Linked DNA regions of Zea mays: region 1 is linked to region 2. Evidence: chromatin contacts called from public Hi-C data. All regions are on one chromosome and are shown on one strand. The core of a region is the stretch at or near the end of the contact, and the rest is flanking DNA. Distances in the headings are between cores, read along the strand shown.

Region 1 (2,910 bases), core at 89-2,588, 610 kb after region 2:
GGTGTAACCTCAAATCCATCAGAAGTAAACATCAATCAATCCATCGAACTAATAAAAGCATAAGCAGGTCCTTTTCTGAGCATTATTCCTTTATCTGAGCCCGAAGTAAACATCTAGCACAAAAATCCTTGATCTGTGCAGGATGTCCATCTAAAGTACTGTAACAAAAGACAGACTACAAGAGCATGATGCCCCAGCTTAACATGCACTGTTACAGAAACGGATCACAAAACTGTGACTGTTAGATGTTATACCTATTATACAACCCAATTAAGGGGGTGTTTGGTTTCTAGGGACTAATGTTTAGTCCCTTCATTTTGTTCCATTTTAGTATATAAATTGACAAATATAGAAACTAAAATAGAGTTTTAGTTTCTATATTTGATAATTTTGTAACTAAAGTGGAATAAAATGTAGGGACTAAAAATTAGTCCCTAGAAACCAAACACCCCCTAAATGGTTCGCAGGTAAAATGTAAAGGGGTTGTCAACTAAAACTTCAATTTCATATGCAATAGTTAATTAGTTATAAAGTCTAAACAATGCAGAGATACATTGACCCAACCAAGTTAATTTACTTAGGCGGTCTCCAACCAATTTAATAGAGGGAAGAGGGAGGTATTTAAATATGAATAGAGAATGTGAATAGGGGGATTTGAGAGGGGGAATGGTTGGATTCAGCCTTAGAGCTCCACAAAATCTAAATAACGAAAACATATATTTATAATCCATCCAGCTAACTTGGTTCACTGTGACCTCTACAACTGCAAACCCTAGCTCCCGCACGACCCTCCTTTGAACCCTAAACGCAGATCGCACCTGCTAACATCGACGAAGCTGCAACCTTATGCTAAGCCCCTAACATCCGCGGAGAAAACGTAATGGGTTCGAGCTACTCCCCAATATACCTTTGGGGCTAAGAAATCTCTGCAACTGTACCTCGAATCCGGCGGTGGGAACAGGGGGCAGGTCCCGGAGGAAGTCTGCAGGCTTGCGCTTCCCTCGGCGCATCTCCTCCTCGACGAGGCGATCGACCTCCCGCTTCACCGCCGCATCGCCGTAGTCGCCGTCGATGTAGGGCAGCGCGTCAATGGCCTCCGCGTCCGGCACCGCGCGCCAGGGCCCCGCAGCGGGGTCGGACGGCGGAGGCGCCTCAAGCATGAGAACCTCTCTCGTCGCCGACGAGGCCATCGCGTCAGGCTGTAGCGGCGCAGTCGAGAGTCGAGACTCGAGAGAGAGAGGGAAGCAGTCGCGTAGGCCGGCGCGGAGGAGGAAGCGGAGGTGGGATGGCCGGATGGAGATGGAGGAAACGCGGCGCACGTGGGCCGTTTGGCGTTTTGGATTGAGCACGGTTCGAAAGGCCCGTGTCTACTGTTTTTTTTTTCTCTCTAGGGAGAGAACCCGTCAGCACTCTATTGAACCATTGAACTGGTGTGAATGAACATTCTTTTTTTGTTGAAAGCTAGAAACGAGATATCCATGCATCACATCGTTTCTATCTGATATCTCCATTGTATATTTGTCGTTAAAACTGAAACCTATCCATTAACTTACTTCAGGTTTGTTTCAACTCATTGATTATATAATTGTTGGCACAGATCTGAGTGCTAATCAATGGGATTTGTTTCGCTTGACTCTCTGCGGCGGTGCGGACGGTCCACGACCTGACGGCAGGAGCAGGTTTCGCTGCATCGAGTCGGACGATCCACGTGTGCGCAGGAGCGTGGCGTTCGCTAACAGCACCTAGACCTCGCCTACTGGGAGGGACCCGTCAGAGAGGACTGATACTAGGGTTTATCTTGGGGTCGGCAGGCCACCTAAGATGCCTTCAGATGACGTAGAGTCAAAGAGATGTGAGGATTGAGATAAATAAGACTACGTTACTGGCTACTTCTAGGGCAAAAAGTAAAGGAACGGAAGATATATTGATTTGATTCGATTGTTAGTGTCTACAATCGATCGTATACCTTCATAAATATAAGGGATGTCTAGACTCATTCCTACGCGTTCGCCAACAGAATCCACGGTTTTAAATGGATAAACACGCACGGAAAAAGGGCTTATCCGCCTCATCTAACCTAACCATGGATCATCTGTGTCTATGAGCGGACCATTCGCGGCCCGAATGTCCAGCTACAAAGTCAGACCATTTGACCTCTCCAGGGGGCACATATGGTGCTCAACACATGAACCCTACCTTTTGGAAAAGCTGAGTGAACCAAAAGCATATGATACAAGGCATTATCAACCTAATGTGTAAACATATATGCATGTAGCATCCCAAAAATTCAAATCTTGGAATTTTCTCAAACTTGCTCTAAATTCAAAATGAATTTCAAATTTCATTTTAAAATGTTTGTTTGCAAGTTGATATCATCAAATAAAATATAGTGGTCTATATTGTCTCTAAAATCCTCCTCAAAATATCCTACAAATATTTCCCCGGTGATCACCCTCAAACTCTTTCAGAAATACTGCCCAAATATTCCACCGATATATCTCCAAGTATTTTCTTCCTGAGAAATACCTTCAGAATCATTTTTGAAGTCCCTACAAATATTTTCTTCATAACTTTCCTCATGCTCACACGTATATGTATGCCTCCGGTGTCATACATTGAGCTCTACAAGCTAATTACACTCATATAAGACAAATCCATGCTAATCTCCCACTAATCCTCTCATCCTCCCACTAATCCTCTCATCCTCCCACTAATCCTCTCATCCCTCCCCCTAATCCCCCCACCATGGCTATAAAAAGAGGGGCAAGGGCCTCCTCTCATCCCACCCCAAGCCATTTCATGGCAACTCCCTCCCTCCCCCCCACACCCACACGCCCACTCCCACTCCACCTCCCACACAAGCACCCACTAGCACAAGGATCGTTCGATCGTTCGTCCCCCTGTTCTTAG
Region 2 (3,151 bases), core at 186-2,685:
TCCAACACTGTAGTCAGGTCCTTTGACCCCTCCCTCAGCTCTTTTAGCAGTGCAGGCACCCCCTCTGCCGGCCTCAGCACCCTGGAGTACGCATCTGTGAGCTCCGTAAAGAAGGGGAACATGCTGTGCGTGGGCCGGATGAAGTGGAACTGCATGTTGTTGCTCTCGCGCTGTGCCAGGCTCGTCAGGAAGTTCTTCCCGTTCCGCGCCACAAATTGGGCGGTCAGCTTGATGATGTCTAGCTCCTCCCCTGTGATACCCTCGGGCAGCCGCACCGTGTACAGCTCCGCCTTGGGTGGCACCAGCACCTTGGGCGGCGGCACCACGCGGAAGGGCGCGGAGTGGTCGGCCTTTGTGTCCACAGCGGCGCCATCTGCGGGTACGGCGGCGGCGCCGTCGGCCGGGGTCGACGCTGGCGCTTCGGCGGGAGCCGTGTCAGTCTCCGCGCCCGAGAGGCCGTCCGCGCTGGGCGGCGTAGCGGCTATCTCGGAAACGCGGTGCTGGTAGTAGGCGTGGTAGGGATCCGAGGGCTGGAGGAAGTTGAATTTGGCGTTGCCCTGGTTGAGGGAGATGATGCGGCGCTCGAACTCGGGTCCGTTCTTGGCGACGAAGGTAGCCGTCTTCTCGATAATGACGCGGATGTCGGGCGGAGGGTGGATGATGCCGATGGTGCGCGTGTGGGTGGCCACCGTCGCCGGGGGGTCCGTCTTCGCGCCGGGAGGGGGAGGCTTTGGCGGCGCCTGCAGCAGCTGCTGGTTGGCGTCGCCGCCACCGGTGCCGTTGCCATCCGGTGCGGGGAGGGTCAGGATGGGGGTGCCCATGGCGGCGGGCATGAGGATTAGGGTTTCGGCGGGTTTAGATCGGAACGGAAGGAGGGAGGGAGGGAGGTCGGGTCGAGACACGACAGACCCCGTCACTCCTACGAGACACGACAGACCCCGTCACGGCAGCCATACGAATATACGATTGGAGGGTTGTGGCCTTGTGGTTGTCGGTAATTGTTTTTTTTTTTGCAGTTGTGAATGGCTGCTTTTTTGCAGTTGTGAGTGATTTTTTTTACAGATAAACGATCCACTATTACTTCATAATCTTGCAGTATTCAGTGTTCCTATTGAATAATTTTTAGGAGCAAGGTCTGTAATGACTAATGACTGGGGTGTACACGGAGAGATAGTTGGGATGACAGCAAGTGCTCTGATGGGTGATGGGCAGGCTCGGCAGCCTGTTGGAGAAGGTAAGATCAGTATAAAATGACGTATTCCAAATATAAAAAATTTAATGGTTGCTAAAAAATTTCAATGGCAGATATCAAAACCAGAAAAAGTATATAATAACACATAACTAATTAACTTTTTTTTCATTTGCTTTCACTGTTGGAGAAAGCCTTGGAAGAGGAAGAAAAACCAACCGCCAATTCTGTTGGTGGGCCTTTCTTACATTATTCAGGTCCAGGTCACATGATGCACAGACAGCCCGTCCGACGCCGCGTTAGCTACTTGCCTACTTCAGCTATATGAAACGGCAAAAGTCTTCCCCTCGTTCCCCAATCTCCTCTCCATCGAAACCCTAGCACGACGCAATTCCCGTCTTCCCACGCCGTATCGCCGTTGCTATGGGCAAGAAGCGGAAGCTCGAGCCCAAATCGGCGGCAGGGTTCACGCCGGTTAAGGCCTCCCCGACCACCAGGTCTGCCACCGCTAAGGCCGCTGGTCTATCCGAGGTCCTCGCCCCCGTCGAGGCTACGATGGAGAAGCTGCCGCAGGGGGCAGGCGGCGAGGATGTAGAGGAAATCGAGGAGGTGGAGGTCGAGGAGGAAGTGGAAGTGGAAGAGGAAGAAGAAGGCGAGAGCGACCAGGCTTCGATCCAGGCGCTGCTGGATTCGTTCCCCAAGGACCAGCTCGTCGAGCTGTTACGCGACGCTGCCATCGCTCACGGCGACGTGCTAACCACCATCCGGCGCGTGGCCGACGCCGACCCGGCTCAGCGGAAGATCTTCGTACACGGCCTCGGCTGGGACACCACAACCGACACCCTCACCGAGGCCTTCGGCCCATACGGCGAGATAGAGGATCTCAAGGTCGTCACCGACCGCAACACGGGCAAGTGCAAGGGGTACGGGTTCATCCTCTTCCGTCACCGCTCCGGCGCCCGAGCTGCACTACGCGAGCCCCAGAAGAAGATTGGTAACCGCAGCACCGCCTGCCAGCTCGCCTCTGTTGGCCCTGTCCCTGGTGGTGCGCCCAACAGCGCTGCACCAGCCCCGGTTCAATTGCAGTTGCCACCAGTGTCAGAGTATACACAACGAAAGATATTTGTCAGCAATGTTGGTGCAGATATCGATCCGCAGAAATTGCTTCAGTTCTTTGCGAGGTTTGGTGAGATCGAGGAAGGCCCGCTTGGTCTTGACAAGGTCACTGGGAAACCCAAGGGATTTGCTCTTTTTGTCTACAAGACCATTGAAAGTGCCAAGAAGGCTCTTGAGGAGCCACATAAGCATTTTGAGGGAGTGATGCTGCACTGCCAGAAGGCGATTGATGGACCAAAGCCGAACAAATTAGGAGGAGCTGGAGGTTTTTTCGGTGCTGGAGCTTCAAGTGGGGGCAAGGGGTTTGCTGGTTATGGAGCTACTAGTCATTCTCTGCCCGGAACTGTTGGTATTGTCCAGCCAATGTCACCTCTGGCACCTGGATTGGCTTCATTGCCTGGTGGTATTTCTGCTGCCCCAGGTGTGGATCCTGCTCTGGGGCAGGCCTTGACAGCTTTGCTTGCCACCCAGCAGGGGGGTGGGCTGAGTTTTAATAGCATTCTGGGGGTCGGTGCTAATGGATCGGGGTTGCCTCCGCAGGGGCCAACTGGTGCATTGGGTGGTAGCAGCGTGCAGGGGATGCAAGGTGGTTATATGGGTGGCTACGGTGGTTCTGGTGGGTATGGGGGTGCTTCTTCAGGAGGCCCTGGAAGACATTACATGGGTCATTAGGTAAGATTTGGCAGGTAGATGCATCTAACTGCAGGAAACTACATTTTTTTCTGATTTCTGTTTTGCGTTAAAAGAAACCTTGCGATTTTACTTGTTCTGATATGAAAATTAGTTTTGCATGTCCATAAGTGATTATTGTTGCTGTATAAAAGTAATTTTATAATCTTTTGCATT

Evidence for each region. A called contact is a pair of places that touch in the nucleus more often than the background predicts.
Region 1: a Hi-C map of tassel shows a contact between it and region 2, with 5 times the contacts expected there. The contact joins the promoter of LOC100284614 here to the promoter of LOC100283567 in region 2. A contact is called at or near these places in 3 of 25 Hi-C or Micro-C datasets (ear, endosperm and tassel).

The regions. Positions count from the first base shown.
Region 1 is chr3:40,108,278-40,111,187 of Zm-B73-REFERENCE-NAM-5.0, forward strand. LOC100284614 (BCAS2 protein) reads right to left here and starts at 1,339. Exons shown (of 7, transcript NM_001317967.1): 1 at 939-1,339. The coding sequence starts at 1,190.
Region 2 is chr3:39,500,092-39,503,242 of Zm-B73-REFERENCE-NAM-5.0, forward strand. It overlaps LOC100283567, which reads left to right and starts at 1,436. Exons shown (of 2, transcript NM_001371947.1): 1 at 1,436-2,977. The coding sequence starts at 1,613. The coding sequence ends at 2,977. LOC100383468 (putative splicing factor 3A subunit 1) reads right to left here and starts at 909. Exons shown (of 2, transcript NM_001176116.1): 1 at 1-909. The coding sequence starts at 833.